Regions from separate parts of the Sus scrofa genome. Here region 2 is linked to region 1. The links are chromatin contacts, called in public Hi-C maps. All regions are on one chromosome and are shown on one strand. The core of a region is the stretch at or near the end of the contact, and the rest is flanking DNA. Distances in the headings are between cores, read along the strand shown.

Region 1 (6,268 bases), core at 2,628-5,127:
TCGTGGCTCAGAGGAAACGAATCTGACTAGTGTCATAAGGATGCGGGTTCGATCCCCGGCCTCGCTCAGTGGGTTAAGGATCCGGCATTGCCGTGAGCTGTGGTGTAGGTCACAGATGTGGCTTGGATCTGGTGTTGCTGTGACTGTGGTGTAGGCTGGCAGCTGTAGCTCCCATTTGACCCCTAGCCTGGGACCCTCCATAAGCCACGGTGTGGCCCTAAAAAGACAAAAATAATAATAATCAATTGTATACTTTTAAAAATTACTAAGGGGTAGATCTTACGTTAAAGGCCACAAAAGGAAGAAAAAAAACCAGAGAGGCAGGAGGAGACTTTCAGAGGTGATAGATAAGGTTAGGGCATCATAGCGACTTGATAATGACATGATGTCCAGGGCATAAACGTAGCTCTCAACACCATGACCTATACTTTGTAATGCAAATTATAATTTGTAATTATGAATCTATAATGTAATGCGTTATCTATCTAGCTGTAGATTTTTAAATGTCAGTCATACCTCCATAAAGTAGTTAAACATTTTTTTTGCCCCATCTCTTTCCCTTCTCTTTCAGGAATTTCCATGACGACACTACTAGATCTTTCCATATTGACTAACAAATCCACGAGGACGTCATTTTTGGAAACGCCTTCTTTCAGTTCCTTGAATTAGATCACTTTCATTGACCTGTTTTGGAGTTTATGGGCTCTTTCCTCTGTCACCTTCGTTCTGCTACCAGCCTATTCAGTGTATCTCCTGTACCTTGCATCTCGGTTCTAGAATTTTTATTTCTTTTTTAATCAACTTTTTCTTTAATTTTACACTTACAGGAGGTTTTGCAAAGATAGGAGAAAATGTATCCAAATGCCCCTCTGTTTTCCTTCATGTTAACATCTTTCTTTACAAAGAACCATGGTATGTTTTTCAAAACTGAAGTTGGTATGTTACACTAGCTAAACTCCAGACTGTGTTCAGATTTCACCAGTTTTTACATGAATGTGGTTTTTTTTTTTTTTTGTTCCAAGATTCAATCCAGGAGACCACATCGCATTTAGAGATTCTTGGTTACAGTTTGTCTGTCTTTGCCAAAACTTCTGTTTTTCCACTCATTTCAAGGCTGTCCAGCTTTACCTCATGAAGGGTAATTAGAACAGCTGCCTCCAAGTTCACGTCTGATAATTCCCACATCTGGGTCATTTTGGGGTTGTCATCTTTTGATTGCCTTTCCCCTTGGGTTTTGGTCAGATTTTCCTGGTTCTTGAGTGCTGAGCAATGCTCAATTTTTTATCTTGGACATGTTGTTTGTTTGTGTTATGTGAGAAGACTGGATCCTATTAAAAACACCCTGGAGAATGCCGGCTGTCCTGCTCCTTTTTCCATTTCCCACTCCCCTCGTTCCCCTCCATCCTTCTGTTTTAGCAGCTGGGTTCCCGCTGCAAGTTCTCTCCCGCCCTTGGTGGGCACCAGCTCCCGTCCCTTCATCGTCTGAGCTCCAGGGGAGCTGGTTTCGAATGCCCACGAGCCTCCCACGCACGCAGAGGTCACTGTGGACTGGAGGGTGGTGTTTAAGGTCCCGGCTCCGATGACCGCCCCTGCCCCTGGGGCCCCATCCAGCTCTGCGTGAGCACTTGCTGCACGCTCTGCCCCCGAGGACAGGGGGTCCCCTGGCCGTGGGAGGCTTGAGTGCTCACACTCACACGCACGTGCTCGGCAGGACTCCACCGGGGGCTCAGGGAACCCTCTGCTGGCTCTGGATCTCCCCCCACCCCCAGGGCAGTGCTCTGCTCTCCAGGTCTCCTCCTGGCAGCGTCTGCATCCTCAGCTCTGTCGCCACAGCTCCTGGGGACCCCTGGGTTCTGACTGGGCTCCGCCGGGCTGTGCTGCAGCCGAGAGGGCTCCTGAGCCGTCAGCGGGGGCAACCGGACGGCTCACTGTGTTGGCTGCCTTGCCCTCTGGGATAATTCCATCCTGCTGGCTGTTGTTAGGGTCAGAAAGCCCGTGTTTTCTGTGTATTTGGTGGTCTTGCCTGTTGAAGGAGGGAGGGTGAATCCAATTTCTCCACTCCTGTCGTGGCTGGAACGGAGGTCACCCCAAGTCCCAAGGGGATGTGAAAGACAGGCTTTTTCCCCGCCCCCACCCCATCACCATGAATGCCACGTGCTGGGCAGCCCTGAACTTCCTTCTCACACTGCGCCTGAAAGACTGAACTTTCTGTTGGGGGTCGAATGGGAGCTGTAGCTGCCAGCCTACGCCCCAGCCACAGCAATGCTGGATCCGAGCTGTGTCTGCAGCCTACCCCACAGGTCACAGAAACGCTGGGTCCTTAACCCACTGAGCAAGGCCAGGGATCAAACCCGCAACCTCATGGTTCCTAGTCGGGTTCCTTAGCGCTGAGTCATGACAGAAACTCCCTGGTTCCCACTGCTTTTAGAATAAAACCTCAGCTGCCACCTGTGGCCGAAACGCCCTGCCCATCACACCCCCCTCGCCCCACCCTTGTCCCCACACCCCTCCCTCCTTTCCAGCCGCACAGGCCTCCTTTCTGCTTCTCCAGCGTCTCGTCGCCTCTTCCACCCCAGGGCCTTTGCACACGCAGTCCCCCCCCCCACACCTGAAATGATTTCCTCCATCTTATGCATCATTTAATGCTCACTCATCCTCGCAATCTTGGCTCAGCTGTCACTGCCCCGACTGGCCCTCTCCCGAGCCCCCCCCCAGAACTGTCATCTGTGGGCTGTTTATTTATAGCACTTTCCTTACCAGAGCCCGGGAGGAAACGGGACTGCCTTGTCTTCCATCCGCAAGAGGAAACAGCGTCCTTCTCGGGGGCCCAGGAGGCTCGCCAGGCCCTTCTGACCCAAAGGGCATTAGCTTGCTCGCTGCCGACTCTCTCCCACACACAAAAGTCCTTTAGAAGCGAGGGGGGCCGTGGAGCGCCCGTGCCCTGCACTCAGAACCTCCTCCAGATGGTTCCCTGGACGGTTGGCCAGACGGAGTGCGGGGTCCTTGAGCCCTGTGCTCGGTCCTTTGCTCTGGGCGGCTCCACCGTGGGCCCTCCACCGCGGCCATCCAGCGCCTCGCGGAAGGCGGCCAAGCCACTCCTGTTGCCAGTGCCGGGAAACCCTGATTTCGGAGCACCTGCTGCTCCCAGCCTTCAGATGAGGAGACCAGGGCTCGTCGGGGGGCAGGTGCAGAGGAGGCACTAGCTGGCTGTGTCCACTGTCCCTCCCGTGCTGAGCGCCCACCTCCGGCGTTTTCCCAGCAGCCTCTGGGCGGAGGAGGGGAGGGATGATGGGCCTGGTACCCGCCCCTTGGGCCCTTCAAGGATGCTCAGGTGTGCGCGGGCCGGTGGGAGCCACGTGCGCCAGCACAGGTGCAATTCCAGGGCCCAGTGAGGCTCGGATGGGGGAAGGGCGCACAGCAGGCAGAGGGCAGGCCCAGCCTGGTTCCAGGCTCCCCGGTGGCAGGATCTCCTCTGTCGCCCTTTCCTCTGGCTTCAGGGACAGAGCAACCCCAGGTGAAAATGGGGGACATTCAGCCCATCTGAGCAGGGAGCCCTACAGCCGGGCTTGTCTGCCTCTCAGAATCTGTGTCTCTTGCCCCCCTCCCGTCCTTAGGAGTGTGTCGCTGGTCAGGAATGTGGAAGCAGCTGGCAACGCACAGGGTGTCGCCCAGACGAGGAGGCGCGGGACCTGCTGGCCCAAGTGCTCCGCCAGGCCAGGAGCAAGCCCTGTGGGTTTGCCCAGGTCTACCTGGCAGGGCGGGGGCGTGGGCTTTCTCCTGCTCAGGTGGCACTTCCGCAGGTGTGCCGTGTCCCCGTGACACAGATAAGGGGCCTGGCTCACTGGCTTCAGGTCTCACAGCAACAGAATAGGCAGAGTTGGAGTCTGAACCCAGTTCTGGCGCCCTTGAGCCTGTGCGCAGCACAGCGTCTGGCCTTGCAGGTCACAGGAGGCCAAAGGGTTCAGGATCATCCACCTGACAGATGGGGAGCCCCAGACCCAGAGCCTGGGGGTGTTTGGCTATTGACAAGCCTCTGTGCCCTGGCTGCATCTCTCTGGCCACTTGCAGCCTTGAACTTCTCTTGACTCACCTCCTGTCTCCAAGGACTGGCACCCACAGGCCTGAGGCTCACCTGCTGCACCTGCGCTCTGGGGAGAGCTGCTGAAGGTCAGAGGGGACAGGGGCCACCTGGGCTTGAATGTTTTGCCTGCCCCCCCCCCCCCGCCCCACGCTTCTGCAGCCCTGGGTGGGAATAAGAGAGGTTGCCTGGTCGAGGTCCACTGCTGACCAAATGCTAGCTCTTCTAGGAGTCACGGACACCCCCTGGCGGGTACAAGACAGTGAGTGAGTGAGGTGGACCTGGGGGCCCCTTGGGGCATGTGTGCCTCCTGCAGCCCAGCCACCACCCCCTGCCACCGTCCAGTCTCCCACAGGGCTGCTCTGGTCCTGGAAGCTGCGTGGAGCCGGCTGCAGGCTGGGGAGGTTGCCCCCGCCCCCGGCCCCCCGCAGAGGAGTGAGCTTCTCAGGGGGTGCATACAGGTGGCACTTAATCAAGAGTGTTGAATGAGGAAGCTGGCTTTAGGCCGTCCCAGCCCCGGACCAAGCACGCAGGTAGAGGCCGCAGAAATTCCCCCAACCCCTCAGAAGAAAGGGAGAGGCCGGCCCGGAAAAGACCCTGTGGCTGCGGAGTCGAGGAAACTTTCTCAGTTGGTTGGGGGAGGGGAAGGGGTCCCCGCGTTTCTCGCGCAGCCAGCGGGCCGCCAGTTTCCCATCGGAGCCCCCTGGCGTTCCAGTGGCGCTGCATGTAGGTGCGTGTGAACAAGGCTCCTGAGCTTTTTAATTTGGGGTTTTCCTTTTTGACTTTTTCTCCTGACTCAAGATTGCTCCCTGGACTCGGCCACAAAGCTCTCAGGACCACAGAGGGGGCCGAGGAGAAAAGAGCCCACCGCTTGGCTGTTGGCAAGAACACGACTGCCCCTTGTGGGAGCGCAGGCTTCCTGGACCCCGGCCCCAGATGGTGCTGCAGGGAGGACGGAGGGGAGGGCAGGCCCGGGCTTTGGGGGCCTGCCCGGCAGTGACAGGGCATCGGGCAGCCCCCCGCCCCCACCCCACCCCCACCTCACCCACCCCCCAGCCCTGGGCCCTGAGCAAGCACCCTGCCCTCGCGCCGGAGCTTCCCGCTGCTCCCGGGTGGGGTGTGGGGCAGAGCAGCCCTCCCACCCCCACCCCCGATGACGTCTCGCAAGTGCGTGGGGCCTGGTACTTTTCCAAGGGCTTTTAAACGCATTATCTTGTTGGAGGCTCATTTGAGGCAAGGACTTGAAGCCGGCTGGAAAACAACTAATTTACTGAATCCTGAGTGGAGAGGAGGCAGAAGGCAGCGTGTGTTTTTGCTGAAGCTCTAACCAAAACAACCTTTTGTTAAAGAACAAACAAGTAAACAAAACTGCTGAATGTCGATGCCCAGGGAACAGTCTGAACAGAGGTTCTGGGCAGAGCATCGCGCAGTGAATTCAAAGCCGACAGGGACGGGGGAGGGGCTGCTAGGGCTGCTGATGTGCTCCTGAGGGGGCCCCAGAGCTTTTAGGGGGTGCACTAGTGCAGCAGGGGAGAGGCTGAGCCCTGCGGGGACCCCAGACACTGGCCCATGCGTGGGAGGAGCTCCTGCGGGCTGGCTGGGGAGGCGGGGACACCAGACAGAGGTGGGGGAAGGGGTGCGTTGGGGGGCGGGGCCAGGCTGCTGCCTACGGGGGTGGGGAGCACTAGAGGTTTCCTGGGGCATCGCCAGCCCCCCACTGACGCAGCACTTGGAGTCAAAAAACATCCGCAGCAGGGAGGTGGGGAGCGTTTGCCGAGGTGATTGGCCGGCCTGTCTGTGTTTTCCAAACAAATGATTTTGTCCTGTTTGTGCTGCTTCTTTAAAACACATCTATTGCCCCCATTTCTGGTGGCACAGAAAGGTGAAGGGACACAGCTGGAAACGCGTGTGGGCATCTGAGGGGGTGGGCAGGTTCCCTCGACCTGGGCTGGGCTGGGAGGTGGGGTGGGAGGGGTCCTCTTGACCTAACTGCCCCCCCACACCTGTCCCAGGGGAGGCAGGCTCAGCCAAGGGCCTCGGGGACCAGTGGGGACCCTCGCTGCATGGGCTGGCCTGCAGGTTCTCCCTCCTGCTAGAGGCCGGCCCACTGGGGTGGACGGTGAGAAGGCCTCAGTCTCCCTGCAGCTGGGGGTGAGGGACAGCCTGGCACCCTGAGGTCGGTCATGGGTG
Region 2 (6,268 bases), core at 1,978-4,477, 90 kb before region 1:
GGTAATGCCAACGGCCCCCTGGCTGCTTTTGCCTGTTCACCCCCCCCCGGGGGGGGCATTTTCCTGGGTGACCTCAGTCTGCTAAGACATCACCAGAGAAAAAGCCAGAACATTTATATGCCACGGACGGGAGCACAGCATCGCTGTTTTGACACTAAGTAGAAATGTCGGCTTCGGGGAGCCAAAGCTTAAGGCAGGGTGCCGCTTTTGAGCCAAAGACCCCGCACGCCGGACCCTTTGACCAGTCCCCCGCAGGCTCCAGAGCTCTGGACACATCCGCCGCTGCCCAGGGAAGCCCCCTTCCCGGCATTTACCGGCCAACACCAGAACCGCATCCAACAGTCGTTAGTCAGCGCCGCAGCCCAGCATAACTTAAGTTCCGGGACGCCGCCACGCCTCTCCTAGCTGACCTGGAAGGAAGACCCTTTAACCTGTGTTCCTTCTGGCGACTAAGAACCTGACCCGTCTTTTCAGGTCTCAAAACGCTTCACTTTACCCCGCAAACATTCTCATCAGAAGAGCTCAAACCGTGGCAAAAACGAGACGCGCGCGCATCACCAAAAGATCAATTTCCAAGTCGGGTGAGGTTTTGTGCATACATTTCACTAATCGGTCTTCTCCCCCAGGATTGGCGAGAAAGGCACACTATGCGCACCGAAGATGCGTTACCAGATTGCGGCCGCGTTTGTGCTCCCAACGCCGGGGCAGTTTCACCTCCAGGTCACAGATTCCAAACTTAGCTCCACGGGAGCCCAGCTGAAAATGGCCGGTGTGCGCCGCCTCCCTTCCCCTCCCCGAGGCTGCCGAAGGCACCGGCCCCTGCCCGCTCTCAACGGCGCCGAAGGACCTGCGTCGGCTCCGGCACCTTTGCCCGAGCTCGGCCGGTGCGGCTCTCTTTCGGGACGCGTCGTAGGGCTTCCCTGAAGATAGACGCGACTCCCTCTCCATCCCGTTCCTTGTTCCGCTTTACCTTTCCGCTAGCAATCACCTCGCTGACCTCTTAGCCCCTCTCTCACATCCTCAGGCTCTCGCGCAAACAGCCCGGGACCCTCTCCGGACAAGCTGCACTCAGCCCCGCCGCCAGACCAGCTGCGCCAAAAGGTTGGCGATGCCCCGACGGGACCAAGTCCGCGCTGCCGACCCCGGTAGCCCGTTGGGCACCTCCCAAGACTCCGGTACCTCCTCTGCTTGCCTTCCAAGCACGGGTGACTCACGGAGAGCCGCCGGCCGGCTCGGAGAGGTTCGCTCTGGGGCGCGCGGGCAGGTGCGCACGGCTCTTTGCCACGGTCTCTGGCCCGGCGAGCGCCCGGAAACAGGCGGTGGCGGCCAAGACTGGCTCACAGCCGCGGGGGACACTGGCGCCGAGGTCCCGCGGCCCCAAATTGGCAGCCACTGGACCTGGGCTCCAGGCTCCGGGCGTCCTAAGCCCTTGCGCGCGCGCCTTTCCCCGGAGCCAGCGGTCTCCGGAGTTCTCGCCCAATGCCAATCTGGTTACTTTTCTCGCATTGCAACAGTGTCGCTGCAGCGCGGCGGCTCTCACTTTCGGAAAGTTGGTGCGGGCACCTCCGAACCACGTTTCTGGCACCCGCCAAGGCCAACTGGTTTGAAACCAATTTCTCTAGGAGGGAAGAAAGGGAAGAAAGTGCGTAAAACGAGTGACTTACCCTTGTCTTTTGGGCGTGCAGCTCGAAACCTGGGGCGCACCCGGGGTCCAGTCGCGCGTCTTGGACACCAGCTCGGAGACCTCAGGCTGTCTCCAGCGGGGCGCAAGGAGCGCGCCCCGCGGTCCGACAAGCCTTGGGCCACCTGGGCGCCTGCCGGCGCCCTGGGGGAGATTTGGGGAGCCCTTCCCAACTCACCCCGGCCCCCAGCCTCCCGGGCTGGCTAGCTGAGCCCACTCTCTTCCCACCTTCCTTCCAACCTGCCTTTCCTTCTCCCTCCCTCCTTCCCGCCGTTCCCGCTCCCGCACCGACCCCAGACTCCCCAGTTTAGCCGTGGGCAACCAACCTGGGTCAAAGAAAACAAGGAGAATCTGGGGCGCGTCCTCCATTAGTGACGCCGGATGGGGATGGGTCCCCTCTTGGAAGGGGACTCCGGGGACGGGTCGCGGCGGGTGGGCTTCTTTGGCTTGCAGCGGCGCTGCTGCTTCTTCTCCTCTGCCTTTGGCTCCTCAGACTCTTCGGGGCCCCTCGGATCCTTGTCCTCGGGCTCAGGCTTGGGCTCCTCCCCTTCCCGGGGGCTCTCAGACTCCTGAGTGCTGGGCTGCGCACGACTCGGGGAGGCGTCGGGGCTCTGCAACCTCAGAGCGTTGAGACGCTCGGTGAGAGATTGGGCGAAGCTGGGGCGCTTGGGCAGCACGGGGCCACGCTCGTCCTCGGGCTCGGTCTCGGGCTCGGTCTCGGGCTCAGTGGTGGGGGCGGTCTCAGGCTCGGTCTCGGAGTCGGTCTCGGACTCGATTTCGGACTCGGTCTCGGTCTCAGACTCGTAGTCGAACTCTTCCTCGTACTCTAGGCACTCGGGGAGGGAGAGTTCGAGGTCTGCCTCCTCCTGCTCCTGGTCGGATTCAGGGGGCTGGGGGAATACCGGGGCGGCGGAGCGATGATGGGCGTTAAGGAAGCTCCGGCGCTGGGCAGCCGCGCGCTGCTGGGCGCGGGCGCTGGAGGTGGCAAGGGCGCGGAGGAGCGCGATGGAGCAGGAGAGCCAGAGGAGCGCGGTGGCTGCCCGGCGGCCTATGGGTGGGCACAGATCGCTGTAAGTGTGGCGAGCTCGGCGCCCCTGCTGAGCTCGGGACCTGCGATCCATTCTCACGCACACACGGCGAAGCCGACCCACCCTCTGGCTCTGCAGAGAGCAGCTCCGAAGCGCGTCGGCTGCTGGAGCCGACAAAGGTGCTCCTTGCGAGGTAAGAAGCCGGGTCCGGAGGTCCCAGCCCCACCTCGGCGGGAGGAGAAAAAAAGGAAGCCCCTACCTTCCTAACCTCTCAACTTTCTAAAGCTCCGCGCCTCTGCTGGCCTCTGAGCAAAAAGGAGGGATGGGAGAAGGGAAGAAAAAGTCAGTCTCCTCCGGGGCTCCTCTCTCTCAGTCTTAGACTCCGCAGCCTAAGACTCAGGAGAGGTGCCTCCGCTGGTCCTCTCGCCTGGGAGAGGAAAGAGGAGACTGAGGCGAGGAGTGTCGGGCGGAGAGGTTCTGCAAAGTTGCGCGCCCGGACTTCAGCCGGGCATGTGCAGTAAGGAGGCGGGGGCGTCTCCCGCGAGCTGCGCGGCGGCGCCGAGGCTGAGGCGCAGACTCTCGTGGGCCGGCAGGTGGCAGGAGGGAACCTTGTATGAGAGGATCTGGGCCGTGCGAGGGGCGGGGGGCCTGGCAGGGGCCAAGGAGCTCAGGAGCGCGTGAGCTAGCCACAGGTTAGAGTACTTGCGCAGCTGGGCCGGGGTTCTCCGTGGGCTCCAGACCCCTCCCCAGCTTCTCCTGGGTTCTTGATGAAATGATCCAAGCCCAAAGCGGCAAAAAAGCAGATGGCGCAACTGCAGATATTCAGGAGGAACGAGCGTCTGTATTAAAGATGCGGTTCCGGGCTTTTTCCAAGGGCTTAATAGTTTAAAGATGGTAACCCCAGGCAATCGTTAATCGTGAAACCACCTTTGGCAGATCTGGTATAGTGACTGTAACCTGAGAAGGTTCCGGAAAAAACCACCCCCCCCCCCGCCCCCGGCGGTCCCAAGCGGCTCATTGCCTCAGGGGTAAAAAGCGCCTTCCTTTAGAAGGGGCCCTACGGAGGTGGGTGGTGACCCCCAAACCCATTGGTGGACCACCTGGAGCTCTAGCCGGGAACTCGTGCTGAAGGACTCAGCTAGCTAGAACCGCTAGTTAAGGGGAGTCTTTCTGTGGGTGCACGCAATTTTCCGCCCCTTGGGGGCGCTCCAGGGTGATCCGCTATCAAGGAGACCTCGCTGTCGGCTCAAAGCTCTTTCCATAAAGATTTTCAGCGAGTTTAGTTCGTTCAACAAATATTGAGTACCTAGGACATGCCAAGCTCTGTTCTAAGTGCCAGAGGTAGAGTGGGAAGAAGAGAAAGGAGAGGCTATTTAGGATGTATGTGCGATTAATGAGAGCATGAAACCCGTCTCCCTCCTTACCCACCATGGCCGTTAATCCCGCCTGCATTCTACGGGAGAATATTATTGGATCGACCTGGGCATTAGGGTTAGGGGACAGCTAGGCACCCCCAGATCACGTGTTGAACCCCTAAGGAAGCTGGTAACCTCTTTCTCAGCCCTGGACAAGCAAGTGAGCTCTGTGTCCTGCAGGGGGGATCCCTGGAGGGTCCGTGTGCAGGAAAGGATGGAGCTCAGGCAGTGTGGGGATTCCAGCTGTTCTGGGTCGTGCATGCTCTCCTGGTTAAAATGCGGCGTGTCCCTTTTGGTGACAAGTCCCCAGGTGAAACCATCTTCCTGGAATCCATGGAGGTATCAACGAGGCTTCACAGGTGGGACAGGTAGGTTTGGGTTTTCTTGTCTGTTGATTCAAGGTGGGGGCACTTGGAGAAGCATGATGTTTTACCGTTCTGCGTTCCCTTCTGGGGTGGGCCCCCAGGCGTCCCTTCCTGGGGCTGCTTCCTGGTGCCCAACGCATCCTGCACCCACAGCTGTTCCTCAGCATGGCGGGACTCGCCCGCAGGCCTTTCAGCACCAGGCCTGCCTTAAAGCTGTCAAGCCCAGAGTTAAGACCTTATTAAGGTTCTCGCAGCTGTTTTTGATGGGCTGAGGTTTTGTTTCTGTGTCCTGGCCGTGGATGGTCTGGAATGTTCCTGACCTGGCTTCTTGGCTGTGTCTGTCTTGCATCTTGTATTCTTCGAGTTAGTTCGTAGCATTAAAATGCTGATTGGTCTAATAAAGTGGCATTGATTTGGCAAACCTCTTAAATGCACAAATGCCTGATTTCTAGTTGTTTCTCCCTCCTTAACATTTTCTAGAGAGACGGAGAGGGTTTTATTAGCACAAGTGCCTGGATGGCTACAGTCATTGCCTGGCTCTTACTGCGGGACCCAGGACCTTCAGAGCAGTAGGTCTCAAATCCTGATCTCTTAGCCTCAGCCGAGGGGGTGCGTGTGTAATGGTTCTGCTCTCACGGATCCTGTGTTTCTTTCAATGGCACAGCTCCACCGACAGTGTGTGGAGCATAAAGACATCATTCAAGTGATTTTTAGGGCTCATCGGGAAATAGCAGGAATATGTGGGTGCTGCTGAATGCCCTTTCAGTGGAGACAAATGCCAGCTGTCAGCAACGAGGGGGATCCTGATTCTTTAGGGTACGGAAGAAAGAACTTCATTTTTCAGGAGTGCTTTACGGCTGTGACGGAGATGGCGGCCCAGAGCTGATCCGCTCATACAGATACACCGCGATTGCCTGCATTATTAAAAAAATGTGCATTACATAATACATATTTTTGGACTAGATTCTGCATTAGTAAGGCACTTGCTTTGCAGGATGCATGCTCATCAGCAAATGAACATTTAATAAAGCACTGTGTTTAGAGCCCGGTCATGTATAGTTACAGATACATCCTGGTGTACGCTGGACGTTGGACGCAGGCTCCGGGGGCAGGAGGACTGCGCTGAAACACTGTCCCATCTTGCACTTAGTGCCATGGCCGCACGCGCGCGGCTCTGTGCAGAAAACGCTCTTTAAAACGCATCCCGGGCGTGACTTTCGAAGCGCTGGCTGCTCAGGGAATTCCAAAAAGGAGCACGTGGGGGTGGACGCCCTCGGGTTGTGAGCGGGCGGAGGAGCCAGGGGCTCTGTGGGTCTGCGGTAAACAAAGCGTGGACCCCGATCTCCTGTGGCCCCGCCGGGTGGGGGGGGGGGCTCCTCCACCAGCTGCGCCGGCACCTGCCGTTCCCAGTTCCTTAAGGTTCTGATTGGGATAAATTGTGAAGAATCCTGCCTTCAGCCCTGAAAGGATTGTCCTGTGGAAGAGGCATGAGGATGTATTTTATTTTATGTGGCTCGAGGGGGCCACAGTAGAACCCCTGGGAGGCAGTTACAACGGGTGGGGTTTGGCTCAGCCCCAGGAAGCGTTTTTCTGACAGGCAGGCCGCTGTGCTGGAGCGGCTGTCACTGGCGGCGTCCCCTCAAAGGACAGATGACCACGTGTTGGGGATGTTTTGCGTGGGACTCTCGAGCTGGGTGGGATTGGAACTCCACGCCCCCCAGGTTCTTTTCGAGTCGGATGCTGTGTCCATCCGGGGCCCTGGAGGGGGCCGCGTGCTCC

What was found. Hi-C and Micro-C count contacts between places; a contact is called where the count stands out from the background.
Region 2: a contact with region 1 is called in a Hi-C map of fetal liver, with 1.6 times the contacts expected there. The contact joins the promoter of GNAS here to the enhancer-like site in region 1. A contact is called at or near these places in 1 of 5 promoter capture datasets (fetal skeletal muscle), 3 of 47 Hi-C or Micro-C datasets (embryonic fibroblasts and fetal liver) and 1 of 2 datasets of contacts at active chromatin or transcription factors (skeletal muscle).

Annotation. Positions count from the first base shown.
Region 1 is chr17:58,893,565-58,899,832 of Sscrofa11.1, reverse strand. No RefSeq gene overlaps it. Among named protein-coding and RNA genes, the nearest start is that of NPEPL1, 21 kb to the right of the region's middle. Within about 2 kb of position 3,877, at least 23 of the 83 cell types and tissues checked have an H3K27ac peak or open chromatin away from gene starts, as enhancers often do. A contact at or near this core is called in fetal liver and fetal skeletal muscle, where this site is marked.
Region 2 is chr17:58,982,539-58,988,806 of Sscrofa11.1, reverse strand. It overlaps GNAS (GNAS complex locus), which reads right to left and starts at 3,227. Exons shown (of 13, transcript NM_001130215.2): 1 at 2,008-3,227. The coding sequence starts at 2,802. The coding sequence ends at 2,050.